Regions from separate parts of the Mus musculus genome. Here regions 2, 3, 4, 5, 6 and 7 are each linked to region 1. The links are chromatin contacts, called in public Hi-C, HiChIP or PLAC-seq and promoter capture Hi-C maps. All regions are on one chromosome and are shown on one strand. The core of a region is the stretch at or near the end of the contact, and the rest is flanking DNA. Distances in the headings are between cores, read along the strand shown.

Evidence for each region. A called contact is a pair of places that touch in the nucleus more often than the background predicts. HiChIP or PLAC-seq counts read pairs in DNA pulled down with a chosen protein or histone mark. Capture Hi-C pulls out chosen DNA fragments and counts their contacts.
Region 2: an H3K27ac HiChIP or PLAC-seq map of bone marrow-derived dendritic cells shows a contact between it and region 1, with 5 times the contacts expected there. The contact joins the promoter of Vkorc1l1 here to the promoter of Slc15a4 in region 1. A contact is called at or near these places in 1 of 39 promoter capture datasets (pre-B cells) and 1 of 115 datasets of contacts at active chromatin or transcription factors (bone marrow-derived dendritic cells).
Region 3: a contact with region 1 is called in an H3K27ac HiChIP or PLAC-seq map of large pre-B cells, with 5 times the contacts expected there. The contact joins the promoter of Nupr1l here to the promoter of Slc15a4 in region 1. A contact is called at or near these places in 2 of 39 promoter capture datasets (liver and pre-B cells) and 1 of 115 datasets of contacts at active chromatin or transcription factors (large pre-B cells).
Region 4: a contact with region 1 is called in an H3K27ac HiChIP or PLAC-seq map of bone marrow-derived dendritic cells, with 12 times the contacts expected there. The contact joins the promoter of Sumf2 here to the promoter of Slc15a4 in region 1. A contact is called at or near these places in 1 of 39 promoter capture datasets (pre-B cells), 1 of 115 datasets of contacts at active chromatin or transcription factors (bone marrow-derived dendritic cells) and 1 of 9 other capture datasets (pancreatic islet).
Region 5: a contact with region 1 is called in a Hi-C map of B cells, with 6 read pairs. The contact joins the promoter of Ubc here to the promoter of Slc15a4 in region 1. A contact is called at or near these places in 3 of 39 promoter capture datasets (the C10 cell line and pre-B cells) and 1 of 484 Hi-C or Micro-C datasets (B cells).
Region 6: a contact with region 1 is called in an H3K27ac HiChIP or PLAC-seq map of epiblast stem cells, with 9 times the contacts expected there. The contact joins the promoter of Bri3bp here to the promoter of Slc15a4 in region 1. A contact is called at or near these places in 4 of 115 datasets of contacts at active chromatin or transcription factors (epiblast stem cells, forebrain, large pre-B cells and 1 more).
Region 7: a contact with region 1 is called in a promoter capture Hi-C map of adipose tissue, with 2.3 times the contacts expected there. The contact joins the promoter of Cct6a here to the promoter of Slc15a4 in region 1. A contact is called at or near these places in 1 of 484 Hi-C or Micro-C datasets (B cells), 1 of 115 datasets of contacts at active chromatin or transcription factors (bone marrow-derived dendritic cells) and 2 of 9 other capture datasets (adipose tissue and liver).

The regions. Positions count from the first base shown.
Region 1 is chr5:127,615,746-127,619,329 of GRCm38.p6, reverse strand. It overlaps Slc15a4 (solute carrier family 15, member 4), which reads left to right and starts at 1,938. Exons shown (of 8, transcript NM_133895.1): 1 at 1,938-2,515. The coding sequence starts at 1,961.
Region 2 is chr5:129,940,513-129,944,096 of GRCm38.p6, reverse strand. It overlaps Vkorc1l1 (vitamin K epoxide reductase complex, subunit 1-like 1), which reads right to left and starts at 1,988. Exons shown (of 3, transcript NM_027121.4): 1 at 1,732-1,988. The coding sequence starts at 1,925.
Region 3 is chr5:129,906,571-129,910,154 of GRCm38.p6, reverse strand. It overlaps Nupr1l (nuclear protein transcriptional regulator 1 like), which reads right to left and starts at 1,615. Exons shown (of 3, transcript NM_026916.3): 1 at 1,234-1,615. The coding sequence starts at 1,563. The coding sequence ends at 1,255. It also overlaps a transcript of Zbed5 not described here.
Region 4 is chr5:129,845,341-129,848,924 of GRCm38.p6, reverse strand. Sumf2 (sulfatase modifying factor 2) reads right to left here and starts at 1,935. Exons shown (of 9, transcript NM_026445.2): 1 at 1,839-1,935. The coding sequence starts at 1,929. It overlaps Cct6a (chaperonin containing Tcp1, subunit 6a (zeta)), which reads right to left. Exons shown (of 13, transcript NM_009838.2): 12 at 3,270-3,342; 13 at 2,482-3,177. The coding sequence ends at 3,105.
Region 5 is chr5:125,388,279-125,391,862 of GRCm38.p6, reverse strand. Ubc (ubiquitin C) reads left to right here and starts at 1,846. Exons shown (of 2, transcript NM_019639.4): 1 at 1,846-1,953.
Region 6 is chr5:125,439,805-125,443,388 of GRCm38.p6, reverse strand. Bri3bp (Bri3 binding protein) reads right to left here and starts at 1,821. Exons shown (of 3, transcript NM_029752.2): 1 at 1,497-1,821. The coding sequence starts at 1,727.
Region 7 is chr5:129,785,700-129,789,283 of GRCm38.p6, reverse strand. Cct6a (chaperonin containing Tcp1, subunit 6a (zeta)) reads right to left here and starts at 1,928. Exons shown (of 13, transcript NM_009838.2): 1 at 1,709-1,928; 2 at 987-1,050; 3 at 97-231. The coding sequence starts at 1,845. Psph (phosphoserine phosphatase) reads left to right here and starts at 2,031. Exons shown (of 8, transcript NM_133900.4): 1 at 2,031-2,329.

The DNA.
Region 1 (3,584 bases), core at 689-3,188:
AAAAACAACTTGGGGAGGAAAGGGTGGTCTTTCAGGTTATAATCCTTCCAAAAGGGAAGTCGGGATGGGAACTTGAGACAGGAAGTTGGAGACCGGAAGCTGAAGGCAGGAGCCATGGAACAATGCTACTTATTTGTCCTGCTACTTTCATTATACAGCCGAGGATCACCTGCCCAGGGTTGGCATCACCCACAGTGGGGCTGGGCCCTCTCACATCAATCACCAAGCAAGAAAATGCTCTCACAGACGTGCCCACAGGCCAATCTGTTGGGGGCAATTCCTCAGCTGAAGTTTCCTCTTCCCTTGTGTGTGACATTGACAACTGAAGCTAACTGTGCCATTGGGTCACTTCCCACCACCACCTCCAACACTGTGACCACACTAGAATATTCTGCATTCTGGGTTTGTCTCCATCCTCAAAGTACCAAGTTCAGGGGCCCCAGCACACTGCCTAAAATTCCTCCCTCCACACACTTAACTCCAAGGCCCCTCCGAGCCATTAGCTTCGCCATTTCCCTGAAGAGACTGACCCATCGGATTAGTTAGTACCAGTCAGACTGCGCAGTGAGTTACCAGCTCAGTCAGTCCAAATGGTTTATTAGCCTTATCATTCCAATACAGAGTTTGTTCAAGTATGTCATGCTTAGCTTAGCAGAACTTTTTCTTTTTAATTGCCTGTGTCTGTATGTGTGGACATACATGCAGTGTCTGCTGTCTATCCATTGTGTGGGGCTCCCAGCAGGGGGATAGAACTCAGGCTATCACCAGGCCGGGTAGCAAGCACCTTTACTTGGTAAGCCATCTCACTGGTCCAGTCTTTAAGCAAACGTTCCAAGACTCAGTCTTACTTACCAGCAGGACTAAGAGTCAGTTATAGGCTGTAAATAAAGGTTTTGGTTTTAGTTTCTTTTCTTTTCTTTTCTTTTCTCTTCTTCTTTTCTTTCCCTTTCTTTCTTTCTTTTTCTTTTTTCCTTTCCTTTTTTTTTTTTTTTTTTTTTTGAGACAGGGTCTCACTATGCAGCCCTGGCAGAACTCACTGTGTCGACTACACTGGTTTCGAACTCACAGAGATTCGCCCGCCTCTGCCTCCCAAGAGCTGGGATTAGTGGCATGTGCCACTAAAGATGTGTTTAGTTTTATGTGTATGGATGCTTTGCGTTCATGGAGGTCTGTGCACCCTGTGTGTGTGCAGTAGCCCTGGAGGCCAGAAGAAGGTGCCGGATCCACGAGGAACTAGAGTTACAGATTGTTAGGAGACACAAGGTGGGTGCTGGGAATCGAGCCCAGAACCTCTGACTAGCAGCCAGTGCTCTTAACTGTGGAGTTATCTCTTCAGTCCTTAAAATAATAATAATAATAATAAGAAGAAGAAGAAGAAGAAGAAGAAGAAGCAGCAGCAGCAGCAGGGCGGTAGTGGCGCACGCCTTTAATCCCAGCACTTGGGAGGCAGAGGCAGGCGGATTTCTGAGTTCGAGGCTAGCCTGGTCTACAAAATGAGTTCCAGGACAGCCAGGGCTACACCGAGAAACCCTGTCTCGAAAAAAACCAAAAATAAATAAATTTTAGTAATTTTTGTTTTAAGAAGAGACAGAAAAGTGAGATACCAAGAGAGGGAGAGGAGGCCGAGACTGTTACACTTGACGCCTGGGTCCTGAGAAGATGGCAAGAAGGGAAGATTTAGACCCTGGTGACCTGGATTAGGAACCCAGTTTGGGGCCGGAACCTCGGAGTCTAGGGTTCCAGTTTCCCGGTGGAACCCCTCCAGCCATAGGAACCACCATCCCTCCACGCATCTCAACAACAAACCGCTGTCAAGTGAAAGGCCCGCTTGGCCGGATTTCCGGGGGCGGAACCGGCAGCCACCCCCGCCCAGCTTGCCCAGTTAAAAGGCGGCGGCGGGAGAGGGAGGGAACTCGCTGTCTCGCGAGAGTTGGGCTACCGAGTCCTCAGTGAACCGGCCATGGAGGGCGAGCGGGCGCCGCTGTTGGGTTCGCGGCGTCCGGCAGTGTCGGCGGCGTCCGCGGTGTTCGCGGGGCGGCGTGCGGCGTGCGGGGCGGTGCTGTTGGCCGAGCTGCTGGAGCGCGCGGCCTTCTACGGCGTCACGGCCAACCTGGTGCTGTTCCTGAATGGCGCGCCGTTCGACTGGGAGGGCGCGCAGGCCAGCCAGGCGCTGCTGCTCTTCATGGGCCTCACCTATCTGGGCTCGCCGTTCGGGGGCTGGCTCGCCGACGCCCGCCTCGGCCGGGCCCGCGCCATCCTGCTCAGCCTGGCCCTCTACCTGCTGGGCCTGCTGGCCTTCCCGCTGCTGGCCGCGCCCCGCTCGCGCTCCTTCCTCTGCGGGGACCCGCGGCCCGAGCTCGTGCGCAACTGCTCGGCGCCCTTCCCCAACGGGTCAGCGTCGTGTCCCGAGAACGCCGCGCGCCGCTGTGCCCCCGCCACCTTCGCGGGGCTCGTGCTCGTGGGTCTCGGGGTGGCCACGGTCAAGGCCAACATCACGCCCTTCGGCGCCGATCAGGTGAGCCGGACCCGCTCAGGTCTTCCCGGGTTTGGGGACCACCACCCCCCCCCCCCCCGCCGCACCTCCTGCGCACCACGGCTACCCGAACCTAAGCGTTGACTTTAACAACGCTGGGGACACGGGGGAACTGGCACGGTAGCCTGTGTATCATCTGCACCTCCTGTCCCCCAGGGTTCTTCCACTGATTGGAAAAAAGGAGCCACCCCAAACACCTAAGCCTACATCCCCACTTGCCTCTGCACCTATGCGCAATCGATCGGAAAGCACAGGGCTGCCCACCAAGCTTCCCAACCCATAGACCTGCACCCCACATCGCCTCAGATCTAGAGAAAGGTTAAGGTGAGGGAGAGGAATTTCCCAACCCAGGGAATCTCCCTTGTAGTGCAGAGAAGAAGGCCACCTGCCTCTGATCCCTCCTTGTTAGTGGAGGTGAGGAAGGAGACCTGCTCTTCCCTTGGAGAGTGGCAGGAGGAAACCCATCTGCTCCAACACCCGAGTGGGTAGGAGGAAGGGCAAGACTCCCTCTAATGCGTGTGGGGAGGAAGCCCATGAGTAGAACCCATTCCACACCTGGCACTAGGTCCAGGACTGAGTAAGAGGGAGTAACAGCCCCTTCCCCTCCCCTGTGCGCACCGCTGTCCACATCTGCTCTTGCATCTGGTAGGGGACTGTAGGAGGGGAGAGAACAACACCCACCCTCTGCTCTGGGGGAGCTTTGTGTGTGTGTGTGTGGGGGGGTGGTGGTGGAAGTACTGGAATAGGGGAAAGCTGTATAAACAGTTATGATCTGGGTGGTAAGGAAGAGTTGAGGTGGGATTTATTCGTGATGCAGTAACCATTGTGGTTTTAAGGAGAAGGGACGTTCTGTTGGTGGAGTCATCTGCGTTGAGATCTGAAAGAGAAAAGGGTGAAGTTATGACTTGGAGGATAGACATGTACAAAGGCTCTGACACTGCCCTAGCTTCCCTTTTACAAAGTTAGGGGCAAGAGACAGGCAAGCGCTTAGTTTCCATCTTTAATGCTTTAAGTAAGTTTTGGGGTAGGGTGTGGCAGGTGGGAAAGACCA
Region 2 (3,584 bases), core at 739-3,238, 2.3 Mb before region 1:
TTCCAAAGGTGCAAAGAACATTTAAAAATGTGAATGTGTGCATAAAATATACTTGGTGGGCTCAGTGAGAGGACTCAGCTGGTAAAGATGCTTGCCAGCAAGCCTGATGACCTGAGTTCAATCCCTAGGACCCATCTGGTGGGAAACTGACTCCCACATGTTGTCCAATGACCTCCATAAGTGTGTGTGCTACCCCACTCCCAACATAAATATGTGCAATAGAAGCACGATACACTTAGTGGTTCTCAAGGTGTCTAGTCTAAAAGAAAGTCTAGGAGGCCTCAACCTGGATGCAAATAAAACTCCTGAGGGCTCTTCATCACAGATACATTCTGCACTATAAACTCAATGCATTTAAAAAAAAAAAACAAAACTGCTTAATGAGGCCATAATGACAACCATTTTTCTACTAAAAAGTTACAGGAATTCCACTTATAAGCACGAGCTAGCCTAGCCTAGCTGGTCTATGAAAAGGGCTAAGTGGGAAAGATCAACAGCCTTAAGTTTGCAGATAAGAAACTCCAACCCTAGCTTCTTCAAATACTCCTCCACCAATATGGAGGGCAAAATAAACTAGTGAGCTATATACATTTGTGTCTCCCTAGCATTTATCAAAAGGAGGGAATGTAGTGAAATGTTAAGCACTGTTAACAAACATCAAAATATTAGGGGTAGGACTCTCTATTAAAATGTCAAACTATCTATTCTGCAATAATTCTTTTCACTTTTGCTGGTTTTGATGACTGCTATCAGTTTTTTAAAAAGCCTTTTTTAAAAGTGTAAAATACTTTTTTCTAAGAAAAAAAGCTAGCACACTACATAAAATGTTAACAGGAAAAAAAATCGATGGTATTTTCAAGAAACAAAAAATTGTTTAAATAAACCTGCTTAGCAAAGTTTCGTAAATCTAATCTCTTGCGGATTATTCCGCTAATACTAATCAGCAACATGTAAAAGTCATTCTAAGTCACCCACGGTGGTGCATGCTTGTATTTCCCTACTCAAAAGACTGAGGCAGGGGAATAGCTGTAGAGGTTATAGTCCGATGAGTTTCAGGCCAGTGTGGGTCACAACTCAGATCCTTTCATAAAATAACAGTCATCGTAGTACCTAAAATATCACTATACACAAGGTACTCATCGTTTACTCTAAACTTAAAGTAGACCCGAACTCTGGCCATTTTCCCCCTGCTGGGCACACTTCGTGAAATACACAAGGGAGAAAAATCCAAGAAATCAGATAGGGTTAAGTGCTGGTACCTTCCTCTTCCAGAGTAGGGTCAAATGCGTGTCTACCCGCAAATGTCACTGTCGCCTCCAGAAGGCTGCCAATTCTCCTTAACTCTGAGTACAAAGAGGCCTGAGCACCGAAAACACCTGTCCCGAACAACCCAGAGGATAGTGATAAAAGCCACCGGACATATAGCCCCGGGGTAGCAGAGGTCCCAAGACCCCGGGGATGAATGCTGGCTTCGCCGATCTCTGCATCGGGGGTCTTCACACGCCTCTCTCGGCGACAACAGGGAGAAAAGTCACACCGGCCAGGACGCGCCCGCGCCCTCCCGGCTGCACTGTGCCACCTCATCCCGGAGGCCTGCCCTCAGCCGCCGCCCCCCGGTCACCGCCGTCCGGGTCGCGGCCCGGGCCCCGCTCTCTCAGGCCGGAGCTCCCCGCGCGCTCCCCGCCCCCCGCCGCCGCCCGCGTCGCGCTCCCCTCACTCAAGCCGGGCTACCTGGAGGCCAGGGCGGCGGAGCACTTCACCCAGGGCCCCAGGTCGCAGAGGGCCCGGTGCTCCGGGTCCCTCTCCTTCTCCCGCTCCACGTGGTAGGCGTAGATGGAGAGCAGGATCCCGGCGGCGCACACTGCATACCGGGCCACCCGTTCCCAACGCGGCACCGACACTCTCAGCAGGACGGGCGCCGCCATCTTCCCCCCTCCGCCGCCGCCGCCGCCTCCCTCCGCCTCCACCTCAGACGCCGCCGCCCGTCGGGGCCCGACCCAGCCGCCGCCGCTGCCGCCACCGCCTCCGCCGCCGCCGCCGCCGCCGCCACCACCGCCGCGCCCCATTGGCTCGGTCGCCTCCTCCGGGCCCCGCCCCCACAGGCGCGCGGCCCAACCGCCCCGAGAGGAGTGAGGCGGACTGGGCGGGGAAGGCGCGCGCGGACACAGAGGGAGGGGCGGAGCGCGCAACCGCCAGGGAGGCGGTGCGGCGCATGCGGAGGGCGGGGTCTGAAAGAGGGAAGGGCTTGAGGAGGGGCGGAGCTTGACCAGAATTGGGGCGGAGCGAGAAAGCCGCTCATAAGTGTGGAGGGAGGAGGCGGAGCGCGCAACAGCGGGGAGGTGGTGCGGCGCATGCGGAGGGCGTGGCTGACGGTGGGCGTGGTTTGATTTTAAAGGGGCGGGTGGGAAAACCGCGCGCGGGCGGGGAAGAGGCGGAGGTTGTAAGCAGCCAGGGTTGCGTGGCGCAAGTGAAGGGTGGTGCTGAGAAATGGGGTTCGTTACACTGGAGGGCGCGGTCAGAAGGGAGGCGGAACAAGGTGGGGCGGGAGCGAAGGGAAGGGGCGGAGCGCAAAAACTCTGGTGTGCTGGATGGGGCAGGGGCGTGACCAGGAAGGATGAGGGGTGTGGCCTAGGAAAGGGGTGAGGCGAGAGGTGGTTTGGCTTAATCTTAGGGTCTGTTACAAGGGATCGATTTCAAAGATACTACTACAATGCTTGACTGGGCAAGCCCTTGGCTCCTGGTAGCAATCAGTTGCCTTTCTGCACACACACACATTTCCGTCGTTATCACTTGATATTTCTTATCCAATCCAAATTGTCCCTGACCAATGGCTCCAGAGCTCCAGAGACACGTTTGTGTGACATGATCTTCCCCAGGCACCACCTCCAGGCGTCTTGTGTTCAACATGTGAGAAACTTTTTTCTTAAATGCGCAAAACTATTTTTACATTTAAAAAAACCTATTTTTAAATGGGTTCATGAATACTTCTCTATAATTTGGATTTGATGTGGCTTTAACATAATCCATACTAAAAGGATAAAAATGAACTTTAAAAAAAAAGCTCAAAAACTTGGAAAAAGGGAAATCAGAAGAAAACGAAACGTGAGGAGGTCATAGAGGCTTGCAAAATTGTTAAAATTGAGCCATAACTGATTCTGAGCTTCCTTGCTGTCAAAACTGGACAGGAAAACCCATGTAAGGATATCTGTGTCTACAAAGAAACAAGCTGTTGATGGAGATTGCTAGCTTTTGCTTCAATGCAGCTCTTAGGCTTTGGGGGCATCACCTAGTGATTTTGATTAATAAGTAATGTTCTTCAATTAATTATACAATGTTGGATAACAAATCACCCCAATTTTTTGCAGCTTTAAGCAAGCTAATAAACTGGGTGTCTGTTTGTTTTGTTTGGGGTTTTTTTTTTTTCATTTTCTCTGCGTCAGGAATCTTCCGGCTCAGTCTCTCCACCTTTCCCTCTCTCTTTCTCTTCCTCTCTACCTTGGATCAAATTAAGATGTGAGGCATGGCTGTAGTCATCTCAAACCCTGAGAGTCCTCTTTCAGGTTCTCTCCTATGGCAGTGAGAAG
Region 3 (3,584 bases), core at 366-2,865, 2.3 Mb before region 1:
CCTTGAACTTGAGCTATGGACGGTAACGAGGCATCTAATACAGGTGCGGGGATCCTAAAAGGCAAGAGCTGCAAGGGCTCTTAATGGCTGAGCCATCTCTCCAGCCTCTGACCTTGAACTTCTGACCCACTCTTTCACTTTGCTAGTTCAAAGAGGCATAGAGGTGGGCACTATCATGCCCAGTTTCTGTCTGCTGGCTTGCTGGGTTTTGGTTCTGTCAACTCGACATAAACTAGAGTCATCTGGAAAGATACCTCTATTGTAAGACTGGTCAGAGACAAGTCAGTGCGGGGATTTTTCTCAACGCTCAGCTCACTGTGGGCGGTATCACCCGGGGCTGATAGTCCTGGGAGGTACAAGAAAGGTAACTGAACATGAACCTCTGGGAACTGTGCTTCCGGTTCCTGCCTCTGGGTTCCTGCCCTGACTTCAGGAAGGGCTGTAAGCTTTAAGGTGAAACAACCCCTTTCCTGCCCAAGTTGCAAGCAAAAGTTCACGGTGTTTATTACAGCAATTGGAAGCAAACAAGGAGGAGGGGCAGTTTTGTTTTGGGACAGTGCCTCAAAGAGTGTTCCTGGTTGGCCTCCAATTCCAGCGGTCTCCTGAGCACAGAGGCTGGAGATGGATTACAGGTGTGAGCCACCCTGCCAAGATGGATTTCCTCGGACATTTCCCTATATTTCCAATGTAGACTTTTCTCACACAATTGCAAACTTCCAAACGGTGGAGACTTTCACCAGCAGCCGGGAAACCCCTGGGTCGGGGATCGGGAGCCAGCACAGTTATGATTAACGCTGGGAAGTCTCAGAAGCAGATGACAGGTGAATATGGTGGCCAGACCTGTCATCTCAGGACTAGAGAAGCTGAGGCTTGCTACACACCATGGAATCCTGGGCTACGGGCATCATCAATAAAACAAAACCACACAGCAGGGAATCATGGCCCATGCTTGAAACTTTAGCATTTTAAGGTAAACGCTGGAGGGGTGATGAGTTCGAGGTCAGTTTAGGAGACAGTGTCAGAAATGAGAAGAAAAGGAAAGGAAAAGAGAAGAGAGTAAAAAAAGAATTGGACATTGTGGCTCATGTCTTAGCATCCCAGCCCATCCATGGAAGCTGGATGCAGGACAATCTGGAGTCCAAGGTAATCCTCTGCTACACACTGAGTTCGAGGCCGACCTGAGATATACATTCTACTCCCTACCCAACACCAATGGGCTCCGCCTGCCCATACCCGCTCAAGCGTGGCGTGTGCTCAGGCCAGGCGTGTGCGCGGCCGCGGTTGCAGCTGGCGCTGGCGCCGCTTGCGCTGCCCGTTGAGCAGTATCTGCGCCACCTTGCGCTCGTGGCCGCCGGGCACCGGGTAGTTGGTGCGTAGCTGCTGCTCGCGCCGCGTCCGGCCCTTGCTGCGTCCAGCCCCAGAGGCCGGGAAGTCACGCAGGTAGTAGTAATCCAGGCAGTCGTACACCTCCTCTTCGAAGCCGACGGTGGGCAGCGCCTCCGGCGGCGGCGGGCGGGCTCGAGTCCTTGGGCCGGAGACAGAAGGACGAGTTGGAGGGTCCATCGCCGATGCGCTCCGCCCGCCGCCGCCGCTGGTCACTCCGCCGGAATGCCCCACCCAGTGCTCCTATTGGCTCCGCTGTAGGGAGCGCTCTGTGACCTCACAGGGGGCGTGGCTTCCATGCTTCTTTGTTCCAGATGCGGAATTGTGTTTCTTCGCGGGGTCCGAATTGTAAATAAGTATAATAAACCTGGTTTCGCTGGTTAAAACCTGAAGGGACGGAATTGGGGAATGTGACTCAGTAGAGTGCTAGCATGCACAAAGGCCTGGGTTCCATCCCCATCACTGTATAAGTCAGGTGTGGTTGTGCACACACCTATAATCCTAACACTGCGATAAAAGACGAGGAGCTCTGGCCAAATGAATTTGCTAGCCTAGTTTGGGTTCATTTGTGCAAAAAGAAAACTGGCTTGCTGAATTGCTTTAACTTTGTTCTTGTGACAAGAAAATTCTCTTCACGACATTACTATTTCATTGTTATAACCAAATGTTTGGCAATAATCTGTTTAGGGAAGGTTATTTTTTTGGCTCATCGTTTGAGAATACAATCAGCTAAGACACGGTGGGCAGGATCTTGAGGCTACTTATTCAATCTGCATTCGTCCATTAGGAAGCAAAGAAAGGGGAATTCTAGCATCTTGCTTGTGTTTTTTTTTTTTTTTTTTTTTTGGTACCCCCCCCCCTCCATTTTTATTCAAGTTCCCAGCCTACTGATGATGCAGCTACATTCAAGGTGGGTTGTCTCTCTCCAATCTATAATCTCTGGAAATTCCCTCAACAAATCTACACAAAGGCATGCTTCATAAGTTAAGAAGACAGACTTACTAAACATCACAAGTAGCATGTTAGAGCCAAGGGGCTGGAGAGGGTTTAGTGGTTATGATCTTGCAGAGGATCTGGGTTCTACTCCCAACACTCACATGGTAGCTCAAAACTGTCTACATCTCCAGTCCCAGGGGACCTGAAGCCCTTTTCTGGCTTCCTGGGGCATACATACAAGCAGGCAAAACACTCATTCACACAAATAAATGCATGTAAATGTAAAAGTAATGTGTGTGCACATGGATGTTGTGAGACCCTGGCTTAAAGCATTTCTCCCTGAAAGGTAAACCCCTAAAACATTTCCCCAAGCTTGTTTTCCCTGATCTTTAAAAATACAGCTAGAAAGAAGCTCTTTGTTCTCTATAGCCAGCAAAAGGCTTTTTTGTTTCTATACTGTACAACCAGAGATGCCGGCCTTCCTGTGCCGAGGACACAGAGATAAAAATTCAGAAAGAACTCACTCCCCACTCCTGTCTTGTCACCAAGGACACCCGGAAGAGAAGAACTCCTCCCAACTCCTCCCAATTCCTCAGCTAGCTGTTAAAAGCCCCCTACTGTCACCTCTGGGGTCGAACTCCCCTGCCCTGCGAGGCTCCAGGGGTTCGTCCTCAGCTAGCTGATAATAAAACCTCTTGCAGCTTGCATCAGGTGTGGTTTTCTCTCGGGATGGTGGGGTGTTGGCCAGTTCATCCCAGGACTTGAATGGAGGCCCAGCATCCGGGGCCTTACAATGTCAGAGGATAGTTTTTGGAAATCTATTCTCTCCTCCCACCCAGTGGGTCCTGTGGGTTGAACTCAAAACCTCAAGCTTGGTAACACCCACCTTTATCTGATGAACTATCTGAATGGCCCCCACATGATTGTTTTAAAGAAAGACAATCATTAATAGATCTCATCCTTAAAGCAACACGGATATCGGACTTAACAAAGTATCTTGAGGATTAATCCCAGGGTCTCAAACGTACTAAGCACTACCACTTTGCTAATCCTCAGGCCAACAAAGTTTATCAATTTATCAGTGTACAACAGTAATTTTAGCATTTAGGAAGAAGCAAAGGCAGGCAGGACTCTGTGAATTCAAGGCCAGCTTTGTTTACATAGTAAGCGCCAGGCCAGCAAGGACTACATAAATGAGCCTACCTCTCAAAACAAATAAACATAATGATGTTAGTTAGACTCAGTGGGGTCGTGGTGGTGGTGGT
Region 4 (3,584 bases), core at 686-3,185, 2.2 Mb before region 1:
CAAAACAAAACAAAACAAAAAAACAACCCAAACAATTCTACAGCTCCTTCACCCCAGGGACCCTCCCATCTCTGCCTCACCAATGCTAAGATTGCAGGCATGTGGCACTGTGCCCCAGGCTCAAGAACTTGATGTGTGTGTCACAGGGAATTGAAACCAGGGTCTCACATATGCTATGTGGTGCTCGACCCTAGCTTCTCATTTTAAAATTAGTTGCTTTTTTCCCTTATTTTAGTTTTTGATGACAAGGTCACCCTACTCCCACCCCACTCCAACCCTGGGCTGGCCTGAAAAGAAATCACTATATAGATGGACTAGCCTTGCTTGGCAGTCACAGAGATCTACCTACCTTTGCCTCTCAAGAGATTAAAGGTGTATAAGCAACCAGACCCTGCTTTTCAGGGTCTTATATTTAACCCTCTTCTCATTCTGATACAATTCTACCCATCTCAAGAATAATCCCGAGAGGGCAAAAAAAACCGAGTGAGTAGGGAGATCTCAAATTAAAGGGGAATGAAATATCAAGCTGCAATATAAACTGTAGTTTGATTGTAATTTAACAAACTAACATTTTAAAAAATATTTTTAGGGTTGAGCAGTGGTGGCCCTTTAATCCCAGCACTTGGAAGGTAGAGGCAGGCATTTCTCTGAGTTTGAGCCCTGTCTGGTCTACAGAATGAGTCCAGGACAGCCAAGGATACACAGAGAAACTCTGTCTCTAAAAGCCAAAATTAAATTTTTTTTAAGGACCAGGTTAAATCTTCTGTCCTTTGCCAGTATCTGTACACTCACGGCACACAAACACATACATAAAAAGTGGACACCTCTAAGCCCCAGCATACAGAGGCAGAAACTGATGGATCTTTGTGATTTGAGGCCAGCCTGGTCTACATAGTGAGATTCTGTCACATAACAAACTACAATCTAAGACCATATTTTATGCCTTATAATCCCAATTCTAAAGAAGCTGTCGCTGGAGATCACAAGCTCAAGACAAGCTAGGGCTACACAGTCAAGACCTTTATACCAAAATAAATAAATAAATAATTAAATAAATAAATAACCCACCCTCACCCCCCCCCAAAAAAAAAAACCAAACCCCTAAACAAGGGGCCTCTGCGCCGTAGCTTAGCTGAGAGAGTGCTTGAATCTCTATGAATTTGAGGTTAGCCTGGTCTATGTTCCAGGCCAGACAAGGCGACATAGTTGAGCCTCTGCCTCAAGTATAAAATAAAATAGGATATTAGTATATAAGAGCTCCTGTTGCTCTCGAAGACGCTCCGTTTTCAGTCTCCAGCACCCAAGCAGTGGTTTATAACCATGTTTCTTCTGTTGTAGGGATCCAACCTGACCTCCGCCGGCACCAGACACCCTCGTGGTGCACCTATATACGAGGTTGCAAAACACTCATACACATAAAATATCCTAAGAAAAACTGAATCCAAAAGTAACTAGAGATAAAAGGTGCATTTAAACAACATTTTGAGTATCCGATTACTATGTATGTGACTTAAGCGTATCTTTAACTTTCAAAGCTTTCTACAAATAAAAGCTACGAGTCACACGAGTGCACCAGCTCAAGACATGGAAATGGAGAAAAGGAAAATCAGAATGCCTTACTCCCAACGCCCCAGACAGGGCTGAATACCAGAAGAGACCCTGCTTCAAAAAAAGAAAAAAAAAAAGAAAAAGTGCAGTTTCATGATGGCCAGCCCCAGCAAGTAGCCCGAGACCCTGCAAACCCCCTCCGAGGTTAGGGTAGCATCTAGAGCGCAGGATACAGTCACTTTCAGGTGTTCAAGGATAAGGGTGATATAGGCACAGAGCCACACACTGACCTAGCTGAAGCCTGGGGCAGGACAGGAGCCACAGCAGCAACACCGGAGGGAGCAAGGAACCCATGCTGGGGAACCAGAACTCAGAGCGCATGCGTCTGCTCGGGCGCTTCTTCGCGCCTGCGCACTCGCACTGACTCAGTGACCAATGGCAGGGCGCTCCTTGGGAGCTTGCCTGTCAGGCCCGCCCATGAATGAACACAGGCCCACACCCATCCTACTCTGATTTTATCTGACTGCTTTTGTGTGATGTTAACACCCTTGCAGGTCCAATGTGCTGCAGTCTCAGCTGGCTAGAAGTTGCCCACGGTGCTGGGCACTAACTGCCTGTCTGTGAGAACCAGTAGTACGTAGCTGAGCCAACTCTCCACCCAGATATTTTCCTCTATTCAGTTGAGCTGTTCACTCACTCACTGTGGAATACGGAGCCAGCCCCTCTCCCCAAGTATCACACATAAAATCAAGTACATGAAAACCAAAGAGATAAGCTGTTACAGGTATGATGCAAAACCAAGATAGAAAATAGCCTAAAAAATCTTGTTTCACCCAAACCCTTATTCTTCAACAACCGTCCTTTTGGCTGTTAAATGTGTAACTCTCTCAGCCTCTTGTGTTCCCATGTCTGGAAGTTGGGTGGCAGAGTTCTGACCTTCCAGCCTCCACGGAGTAACTTGGCTTTATTAGCTTTTCTGAAGCATTTTCAGTCATTTCAAGTGTGAATGATCCAGTAGCTTCACTCTTTAAGTATTTATTAGACATTATGAAACCCATAAATTACCCAGATGTGTTTTACACTGGCAAGGATCTTACATGTTTAACAGGGAGTTGGCTGGATAATTTCAAATACATCCACAACAAATTATTCTTTCGACCTGGGGTCTCCTGTAGCCTGAGTTGGCATAGAAATTCCGGACTATTTCCAAAGGGCTAGGCTTACAGGCATGTGTCACCATGCCTTATTTAGGAGAAAACCATTACAAACTTTCAAAGAACACTTACGGAACAAGGGTAGACAACATGCTTATCTTATGTAATTTTTGTATCGGTGTAGCTAAAACATCTTGTTCAGTGGGTTGAAAAAGAGCTGCTTTGAGTGTCTTCAGATACTCAAGGCAAAAATAAAATAAAATTTTACAGTATAATTTGAATAGGTGTCAAATGTCCCGTTTCTTTTCTCCAATCAGGAAGAGAAAATTTTTTTCCAAATCACTTGAAGCTTGGACAAAAATAACCATTCCCCCCAACATCCTGTAGTATCACAGGCAGGCCTCAACCCTTCAGAGAGGACATCCCAGCTCGCATGATCTCGTCGACCAGGAGAATGTTGGTGGCGATCACAGTACTGAAAAGGAGGAAGAGAGGACAGATGAGCTATCAACCCAAACTGCTGTGTCTGCCGCCCGCCCGCGAGCCGCCATGATCGTGTACACTCACCAGGAGTGTAGCAGCTGCTTCTTCACACAGTAGTTATCCCACACACCCATCTCTGCAGCCACCATCGGCTCACCTGCAAATAACCAAGAGCACCAAAGGCTTTTTTCATATATTTTATGAACCCTACCAATTCTAAAACAGAAAACATGGGCCAATTGAGACCATATTTTTTTTTCCTTTTCAAAAGATAAGAATTTTCTATACTACAGCGCAAGACAGCATCCAGGCTGCGGTCCTGTTGCCTCAGTTCTGAAAGGATCACAGGCTGCATCAGGTCAACCTCAGGGACTTTAAATACAAAGGAACAGTACTCTT
Region 5 (3,584 bases), core at 597-3,096, 2.2 Mb after region 1:
CTAGACTCTGGAAAAAAACCTGATGCCACAAAGCTGGTGACTCAGCCAAGAACCAGGAATCACGAGGCTGAAGCAAAGCGACAGCCAAATATAGCATGGTGTGGCCGGAAGCCAGAATCACTTTAGAACCAACTTCAGTGTTTTCTTCCCTTCCTCAAACTTCTGTCTGAATTCTAGAAAGAACTGACCTGCCCAGAACTCTGCCTCAGAAATCACTGTGGCTTCCCAGAAACCCGGAGAATGACATTTTAATTTTATAGTGGCATATGACCTCGATTCATGGAAAAAAATCACAGAAAATTAAGTCTATTCTGAACAACACCTGCAGTTAAAGTATATTTTGAACAATACCTCTGATCTTGAATGTTTATGAATTCCTAAACCAGGGAGCCAGACAGGCCTGAATTCTCAGCGTCTGGGTGGTAGAGGCAGGAGTATCAACTGCAAGTTAGAACCCAGCCTGATCTATGTCATGAGTCCCAGGGCAGCCAGGGCTACATATAGGAACCCTGTCTCAAAAAAACTCAAAAAATGCTGAGATTAAAGGCATTTAATAGTGTGTGTCCATCTAAGTGTGTGCCACATGTATGTGAAAGTGTCCCTAGGGACATTGGACCCTCCTGAAGCTGGAGTCACAAGCTAGCTGCCTGACAGGGTTGCTGGGTATTGAATTCATGTACTCTGGAAAAAGACCTGTTCCTACTGGGGAGCCATCTCTCCCCATCAGGGATTCAATTCTTACCTTCTAAGGTCTTAGGCCTTACATTTCAAAAACCTGAGCTGGGCAGTGGTGGCGCAGGCCTTTAATCCCAGCACTTTGGAGGCAGAGGCAGGTGGATTTCTGAGTTCGGGGCCAGCCTGGTCTACAAAGTGAGTTCCAGGACAGTCAGGGCTACACAGAGAAACCCTGTCTCAAAAAACCAAAAAAAAAAAAACAAAACAAAACAAAACAAAAAAAACCCTGAATAATTTGATTCGTATAAGTGGGATATATGCTTGCTGTAATCTGAACATTGTACTACACGTGCACATTTGTGCTTTTTTGTTTTTGTGGGGGTTTTTTGTTTGGTTTTTGGTTTTTCAAGTCAAGTGTAGCCCTGGCCATTCTGGAACTTGATCTGTAGACCATACTTGGGAGGCAGAGGCAGGAGGACCTATATAAACTTGAGACCAGCCTGGTCTACATAGCATATTCCAGGACAGGCAGGGCTACACAGAGAAACCCCCATCTGAACAACAAAAATTTAAAAATCAGGGCTTCAGTGGGTTCAGTCTCAGAATATGAACAACAAATATGAACAACATTTGGAAATTTTGACCTTTACTTAGTGACAAGCACATAGAAAACATAGAACCTTCTCGAATCCAAGGACACAAGGTTTAGGAAAAATCTGGAAAGATCAGGTTCTGCTGGGCTTCAGATCTAATGCCAACAGTTTTCAAGAACTGTGTAGACTGTCTGCTTTCCTTGACAAACTCAGATTCGTTTTTCCAAATCGGGGAGAGATTCCCTCCTTCGTATTTTTTTTTTTTAAATTTATTAAAAACCCTTTGTCATTTTCCTTGTTAGGAGATTTGCACAGTCATCCACCCTGTCACTGTGCCAAAACAGTGAGGGCTGGGCATAGTGACCCGCCGGGGATGAGGGGATTGAGGAGGCGAGGTCACCAATGGGATCCCAGTGTGACAGGAGCCAAAGCCCTGGGTCCCCCTAGCGCGGAAAGAAAACAGGGGGGGTGGGGGGTGGTGGCCTGACTAGGGGCGCCAGGCCGCGAAGCCGCAGGGCGCCTGCGCCAAGGCCCGCTCCGGCCTCAGTGATCCCAGCCGTGTTTTCGTGCCGATCGTCTCACGCGCGCTGATCCCTCCGCGGAGTCGCCCGAGGTCACAGCCCTGCCCTCCCACACAAAGCCCCTCAATCTCTGGACGCCACCGTGAAACAACTCCGTGAGAGAGGTACCTTGATAGTTTTAGCCTGTCGCTTTCGCTGCCGAGACTGGACCCGGCGTTACAAAGTAGTCCCTGACCGCATTGCCCGCGGAGGGACCGCGCGGAAGGGGGGGGGCGGGGCTTCGGTGACTATATAAAGAGACGCCGGGCGTGCCGCAGCTAGTTCCGTGGAGACTGCGAGTTCCGTCTGCTGTGTGAGGACTGCCGCCACCACCGCTGGTGAGGAGAAAGCCGCCGCACCCGGTCGGGGACGGGAGGCTGGAGGCGAGACGGGGCGAGAGGCAGCCCCGCGGCCCAGACGTTTGGTTTCCGTGGCCCGCGCGGACCGCGGCTGCCCCGAGGCAGAGGACTGGGCGGCAAGATGGCGGCCAGATGGAAGCCTGAGGGGGAAGACGCGGGGCTCTGACGCGCAGGACGAGGTTGGGGGAGGAAAAAGGCCCGCGAGGCCGCTGCCCTCCGGTTAAGCCGGGGACGTCGGAGACTGTGGGGTGGGGACTGAATTAGGGTTGCGCGCCGTAGGAGCCTCTGCTGTGAGAGCCGTGGATATTGGGCTGGCCCGAGAGGTCGATTGGCCCGGCGTTCGTCCGTTCGTTTGCTGAAAGACGGAAGTGCGATCGAGACCGGAAGGGGGTTGGGCGGCGGTTCAGCCTGCCTGGCCTGCCGCCCCCTGTGACGTCGCGGGTTGCGTGGCCTCCTAATGGATAGTGACGTCACTATCTTGACTTTAGCTTTCCCTCGGTTGTAGGACAGGGTTTGGGTCTCGGCCTCCGGTAGCCTCTCCAGAGTAAACAGGAACCGGAAATTCAGAGGGGAAATGTGAGCCATTCTTGTCCTGTTTCGTTTTAAGAATGTCGCTGTACAACTATGACTACTGAAACTTTTGGGGGGGGGGTTCGAGACGGTTTCTCTATGTAGTCCTGGCTGTCCCGCATCTCACTCTGTAGATCAGGCTGGCCTCGAACCCAGAAATCCTCCTGCCTCTGCCTCCCAAGTGTTGGGACGAAAGGCACCACCATTGTCCTGCGACAAGGGTGTTTTTTTTTAAACTGTCAAAATCTCTGCCTCTACCACCCCATGTGATGAGGTCCAAGGCCAGTACCACCACTCCAGACTAATTTTAATCGTTCAGACAAAAGTTTGGTGTTCTTTTGGGGGAAGGAGAGTTGAGGCAGGATTACACTGTCTCTGGCTGACCTTCCAGTTAGAGATCTGCCCACCTCAGTGTCCCCAGTGCTGAGGTCAGCGATAGGCATGGGCTCAGACTTAGTTTTGCAGTAGTAACTTGCTATATTACCATTCTGAAACTGAATCCGGGACTGCTGTGGTTTCATAACCTCCCAGAGGTCAGGCTTTTCTGCAAACTGTTCAAATAGACAGAAATTGACTTTCAGCTGTTGGTATACTGAAGTCTCCATCCTGTAAATTTGGTAATACAAAAAGACTCACCATGCCGAGGTTTCTTAACTTTGTTAGTCAACAATCTTATTTTCTTGATGGTTTTTCGGGGTGGGGGGATTGGATTCAAGACAGAATCTGTGTAGATAGACCTTGCTATTTAGACTTATAGCATCCAGTTGACAAATGTTGATGCCATCCCACAAATATTTGTGTCATTCCTGACCTGTGAATTGTTTTGT
Region 6 (3,584 bases), core at 572-3,071, 2.2 Mb after region 1:
CACCTTCAATCTCAGCATTCGGGAAGCAGAGGCAAGTGGATTTTCTTCTGAGTTAAAGAGTCCAGCCTGGTCTACATAGAAAGTTCTGGACCTACAAAGAGAGACCCAGTCTCAAAAAAAAGTCAATTTGAGTACTTAATGTTCTTCTCCCTCATGCTAAGGACCAATAAACTTTCATGTTTTAAACCTCTAAATCTCCCCAGCAGGACTGAGCAATGTTCAATTAAATTACCTTACAACCTAGAAACACCAAGAGGGAACTTGGAGAACCATGATTCTGGGCCAGGAAGCAACCAGGGGCACCAACAAGTAAGAAAAGAACTATTGCTCCCATCCCCACTTAACAGACAAAAGAAACTGAGGTTTAAAAGCTTCCAAGCCAGGGACAGGTAAGATGGCTCAGCCAATAAAGGTGCTTGCCACAGGCCAGATGACCAAATAAGGATTCTCAAGACCCACACGGTGGAAGCAGAGAACTTTAAAGATGTCCTAAAGCTGTCTTCTGACTTTCGTACGTACATGTGCACATAGGTGCGCGCACACACACACGTAATACAGTCAACAAATAAACATAATACAAAATATCTAAAAGTTAGTCACTGGGACTGGGAAGAGATGGCGATAAAGAACTTCCTGTGCAACTATAAGGACCTGGGTTCCAGTATAACCCTAGGACAAGCCCAAGAACGCTTGAAACCCGATGCTGGGGAAGTGGAGCACGAAGATCGAAGAGGCCCACTGGCCAGCCAGCTTGGCCTCATCTTCAAACTTCGGAGGAATAAGAAAACTTGTCTCAAAATACAAAGGTGGACGACTCCTTAAGTTGAATACCTGAGGTTGACTTCTGGACTCCATACTCACACACATCAAGTGAAGTCACCGACCTAATCTCATCCTGCTGGAAAGAGGGAGCGCCCCAACTTGGACCCAAAGTTCTCTGGACTCCACAACCCCGAGACCAGAGACCAGGGAGGAAACGAGAGGAAGGCAAAAGAACCGCGTGCATCTTGACTTCTCTTTTTTCAGTACGGTGTACGCAACGTAGGTACCAAGGAGGAGCCGGGGGAGAGCTCCTTGGTGGAGGGGCTCATCCCAGTCCCGGAGACCCTAGGCTCCCAAGCTGAACCAAAGGTTCCAACCAAGAGGTTCCCCACCCCCACCCCAAACACACAGTAGGCGATCAGGTTGCTAAAGCAATAGCTCAGACCCCATCACTCCCTGGAAAAGAGAACTCGGCCCAGTTATCTCCGAGGCAAGAGGTAGAAGAAGGCAGAAGGCCCATGGGGCCGGGCCGCGCGGGGACCCGGACGTCCCCAGTGCCTGGCTCATAGTGGTCGACCATTGAGACGCGGCGGGTAGCGCGCGGGCGTCACGCGCACCCGGGGGCCGCGCTCGGTCCGGGCTGCAGCAGGCCGCGACTGTCCCCAGCTCGGATCGCCCCCCCCACCCCCAACGGTCTCCAGGCCCGGCAAGGTGACCGCGGGCGCGCCGCCCACCTTCTGAGCCGCGCGCACGTTGTCCTCTCCGAAGAGGCTGCTCACGCTCTGCGAGAAGCTGCTCGTCGCGCGCCGGTGGCTGTTCTTGTCCGCAGCCCCGCGGCCCCGAGCCCCCTGCGCTCCAGGAGCCACCAGCGCCAGCAGCAGCAGCGCCAGAAGCAGAACCGGCAGCAGCACCCGCAACCCGGCCCGGACCCGGGTCCGGGGCTCCTGGGACGCGCGCGCGCCCATGTTCGGCCAGGGGAGGAGGGTCGCGGGGCTGAAAGGGGGAGAGGGCGGAGCACACGGCCAGAGAGGGCTCCGGGGCCGCACCGCGTGGGCGCGCCGTCGCCCCGCCCCGCCTTGCAGCCCCGCCCCGCCCCGCGCACGAAGCCCCGCCTCCCACCCGCAGCCCCTAGGGGACGCCTCCCCTGTACCCTTGAAGCTGATAGTATCAACTCTGCTGCACACCGCAGAGCCTGCGGGGCTTGCACAGGATCACTCCTGATCGGGGCCGGATCCTTGCAAGCGTTTGAAAACACTGAAGGACAGGTGTGTCACCTCCCCACACCCCAAAAGCAGGCGGCGCGGAGCACGCGTTCTTTCGTTCTCAGGCCCCTCCTGAGAACAGATGGCATTTCCGAGCCATAAAGTGGTTGGAGAGGAGAAGCTAGTGATGGGACAGGGGAGGCGAGCTGATGTGAGAGGAGGGGGCCAGAGCAATGATTTAGCATCGAGCAGTCCCATATAAAGGATTTGATGGGATCAGGGGGTTTTCCGCAGGACTCATCAAAAGAGATTGGGAGGGGGGAGGGTGTCTAGAGTTGTTCCCGCCAGTCAGTTCTGGTGTCAGGAAGTACCGGCACCACGCCACTTACAAGGACTTAAAGGAGCAAAGCCCTAGAGCCCCAATTTACAGGTGTGTAGGGATGAGAGGAACTCACAATCCAAAATTCAGGGCTCCCTACAGGAAAAACTACTGAGCTTCTTGTATATGACCCTCCATGGCAGTCAAGAAGACCAGAGGACTATGAACTTGAAAAATTTAAGAGCCTCATTAACCGTATTCAGGGCATCTTGGTGCATTCCTGTCCAACCCTAGAGAGGCTGAGGGAGGAAGTTATACCCTGAGTCCCAGTACAACCTTCCCTAAATAGTGGGGCCCTGTTTCAAATAAAAAGAGGAAGAGGAGGCAGAGGTAGGTGGATCTCTGTGATGTCTAGGCCAGCCTGGTCTACTGAGTGAGTTCCAGAACAGCCAAGACTACACAGAGAAATCTTGTCTGGAAAAAAAATTGATTAATTTAATTAATCAGTTAATTTACTGAGATACATTTGAGGGGTTGGGGGCAGACAGGGTGAGAACAGAAATCATGTAACATTTTAATTCAAAATGATGGTAATATAAAGCTAAGTGGGGGGGGGGGGGCTGGAGAGATGGTTCAGCAGTTAAGAGCACTGACTGCTCTTCCGGAGGCCCTGAGTTCAAATCCCAGCCAACCACATGGTGGCTCATAACCACCCTTAAAGAGGCCCTCACTAAGCTAAGTGATGGTTCAGGTCTGTTATTCCAACTACAAATAGCTGAGGTTCTGACTCGGCTACAGTCTGACAACCTGATTTCTATCACTGGGATACTACTCTTTTGACTTTCGCATGCACACAACAACTTAGTTTTTTGTTTGGGTTATTAGTTGTTTGTTGTTTTGTTGTTTTTGTTTTTGTTTTGTTTTTTGAGACAGGGTTTCTCTGTGTTAGCTCTGGCTATCCCAGAACAAACTCTATAGACCAGATTGGCCTTAGAACTACAGAGATGCGCCTGCCTCTGCCTCCCAAATGCTGGGATTAAAGGCGTGCACCATTACTGCCTGGCTCACAGTAATAATTCTTTTTTGAAGTTGTTGTTTTGTTTTGTTTTGTTTTGTTTTGTTTTGTTTTTCCAGACAGGGTTTCTCTGTATAGCCCTGGCTGTCCTGGAACTCACTCTGTAGACCAGGCTGTCCTCAAACTCAGAAATCCACCTGCCTCTGCCTCCCAGGTGCTGGGATTAAAGGCGTACACCACCACCGCCCGGCTCTACAGTAATAATTCTTTTTTTTAATGATTTATT
Region 7 (3,584 bases), core at 679-3,178, 2.2 Mb before region 1:
CAGCCCGACCATTCCACAGTGTGCCCTCAGCTAGCTTCACATCACTGTGTACCAATAGCCCACCAAACAGAGCACAGAAGCAAGAAGCATACATACTTCAGAAATGTACAGGTCCGCCTGTTTGAGCAGCTCCCCGATGATGAGGACATTGGATGTAGTGCCATCGCCAGTTATGTCATCCTGGGCTGTAGCCACTTTTGCTATCAAAGAGGCTGTTGGGTGTTGAATTTGCTGTAGGTAGAAAAAGAACTATTTAAATGACTTAAACCATTACCTAGGGTACAACATGGACAGGCTTCTTTCAATGCCTTCCACTAAGACTGCACAGTACTGCTGGCTACATTTTGCTTGGATTTCAAGCCATCCCCTTTACTAGGGTTTGAACTATAGGACCTGAAAGTGAGGGAAATGGGTAGTTGGGTCAATTTAATATGATCCCTGGGACAAAAATAATAACTATAAGACAGCCCGGTGTGAGAGGCATAGCTTTAATCCCAGTTTGAGGCCAAGCAGGGCTGCACAGTGAGATTTATCTTAAACAAACAAAAGTAAGATTTTCATTTCTCCTGCAGTTGAGTGGAAAGATGAGCATTTATTTTTTGGTTTTCTTTCCCATTGCCCTGTTTTTGAGACAAGGTCTCACTATGCTTATGTAGCTCTACCTGGTTTTGAACTCAAGAGATCTGGCTGAGTGCCGGGATTATAGCTATGTGGTACAATATTTAGCTAAAGTAGAGATAACAATATTCTTTTATACAATTTTTTATTTTAGCCCAGACTACAAAGTAGACCCCCCCAAAACAAACAAAAAACCCAAGGATCCAAACACATGTGTCACATTTGACAGAGTTCCTCACCCACTAAAGCACTTCCTATATTTCTGCCTGAAAGACATGATGACCTGATGAAGAATTTTATTCACCTCAAATGGAGCAAGAGGTCAAAAAAAAAAATTTTTTTTTAAACCCAGCCCGGCAGCCTCTTACCATTTCATGAAGCAGCACATTGCCATCTTTAGTAAGTTTGATGTCTCCAGCACCAGATACAAGCCTGCCAAATGGGAAGGAATTGATGAGCAAGGATGTGACTTTTTCTAATTAAAACAAAACAAGTAAGAATTCCACAAAGCAGCCAAGGGGAGGTAATGTATATCCCCCATCCCCTCTTGAAGGCAAGTGAATCACAGGGAGTTCCAGACAAGCCGTAACTTATCAGTCAGACCCGATCTCAACTAAATACATAAAGAAAATTCCCACAAAAAAGAATGAGGTGTAAAGGGAACCAAAGGAGGCTATGAAATATACGACTCCAAAGCAACCGCAATTTGAGGAACGGATACGAGAGGCGAGAAAAGAGAGTGAATTAAGACTAATTAAAAAAAAATCCAAGCGCTATGTCTCAGTGAACTTTATTCATTTGCTAGCTAACGAGGTAACAAAAACAGATCCCCTGAAATTTGGACTTTACTCCTACATCCCAGTAAACTCGGGGCCCGGGGCTGGGTTCGGGAAGGTTGCACACGCCACTCTCTTCCTCTATAAGAAATAGGTGCAAATGCCAACCCCGAAAGGCGCGGATTCGGGGGGTTTGGATGGGATGCAGCCCAGACATGGGAGAAAGAAAACGCTAGCGCGAAGGCCTGGAGGCAGCGACTCGAGTTTGCGGCCATCGAGCCGCCAGGCCCGCCCTCCCGCCAGCCCGGGCTTACATCTTCATGGTGCCCTTAGGCCCCAAGTTGGTCCTCAGAACATCCTGCAGGCCCCGAGCCGCGCTGATGTTCACCGCCAGCGCTGCCTGGGCCCGGGCCACCTCGGCCTTCGGATTTAGGGTCTTTACCGCCGCCATGGCTGGCCTAGCTCCGGGAGAGGCCGAGAACAACGTGCTCTCTGCGGGGTCTTCTCGAAAAGTCTTACGCACCCGGCCCGCCCCCGGCGTGCCCACAGAGCACCTCCATTGGGTGGCGACCCTCCTGCCGCCCGCTGATTGGCTTAATCCAACGCTGGTCTCTCTAAGACCCGCCCACCACGCCCAGTTGCGACGTCATTGCGCATCTGAGAAACTGGTTCTCCCGTCATCGGCACTCTGGATCTTAAGGTTCCGTTGTGCTCGCCCCCCAGCGTCACGGTTCGGCGCTTTTAAGAGTTTGCAGCGTGGAGGCTGCGCGGCTCCGCGGTGCAGGAAAAGCCCTGCAGGTCGTGTGTGAGGGATGCTTCGGCCTCTGCACTCGACTGGGTGTGACAGGAAGCAGAGGCGTCGGCCTCTAGTTGCAGGGTGTCTCTAGCTACTGGACTCCGGGATGCTTCCCTCACACTCTCGCGAGATTTCCCAGGTTCATTTTTTTTTTTTCCTTGCCTGTTTTATCCGTAAATTGGGGAGCACAGAAAATGGAGCCTTCCCCTGTACCCTGGTCGTTTTAAGACCCCGGAGGTTGACGGGAGGACTACGCTAGGTAGAAAGTACTAGATGGCTTTAGGAGTGGTGCGATGGGCGTTGAGGAGACTCAGGATCAGTCTGTTCTTAGGGCCCAGGTCATTGAGGCAGCTTGAAAACTAAAATGGATTTTGTTTTAATTTTTTTAAAATAATGAAACAAATAGTAATCCTTGTTTCATTCTATGTCCCAGCTAGACCACGAACTGTCTAACACGGACTGGTATTCTAACTCGTAGCAGTCCTGCTTCAACTTCCAAAGTGGTATGAGCTACTAAGCCTGCTAAAAACTAACAACTAATGGCTGGACAGTGGTGCCCAGTCTTTGAAAGCATTCTTTTAAACATTTTTTTAAAAAGAAAATAATATTAAGCGTATAAGTGTTTTTCCTGTCTGTATGTTGAGCACTTAACATATAGATACGTACTGAATTTTTAAACATGTATATGAATATGAATCACTTCTCCACACAGATGACAACTCGTAATGCCATTGGACGTATTCCACTGAGCTATATATACTGAAGGCTTTGCCATTTTGATAGGAAAGAAAAATTCTTATTCTTCTACTATACAGAGCCAGGCATAGTCACAACACGGGAGGCAAGCAGATCTCTGTGAGTTCAAGGCCAGCCTGGTCTGCATAGCAAGTTCCAGGCCAGCCGTGGCTACATAGGAAGACCCTGTCTAAAGAAAACAGAACTATAGGGTATGTAGCTCAGAGGATGAGTGCCGGTTTAACCGGTACAAAGGTCCTGAATACAGGAAATTTAAAAAGGAAAGAGAAACAACCAGTCACATGGCTGACATTTAGTTATTCCCAAACCTCTGCTCTTCTGGCTGCAGTAAGTATGCTAGTGTAATGTTTTCAAGTGGAGTTGTAGGTTTGAAAACCACAAAAGCTGTGCAGATGATAACGAGGCATGAAGAAGACTCGTGTTTACTTAATATAAAAGTCCTTAAAACATTAGCCAAGAATATATTGGAGCTGCTTTTTGTTTGTTTGTGGTTTGTTTTGTTTTTGTGACAGGGTCTCACTATGCAGACAAGGCTAGCCTTGAACTCCTGATCCTCCTGCCTCTACCTACCTCTTGTTTGTTTGTTTGTTTATCTAATGTATATAGGTGTTCTGTCTGCATGTATATCTGCTTACCAG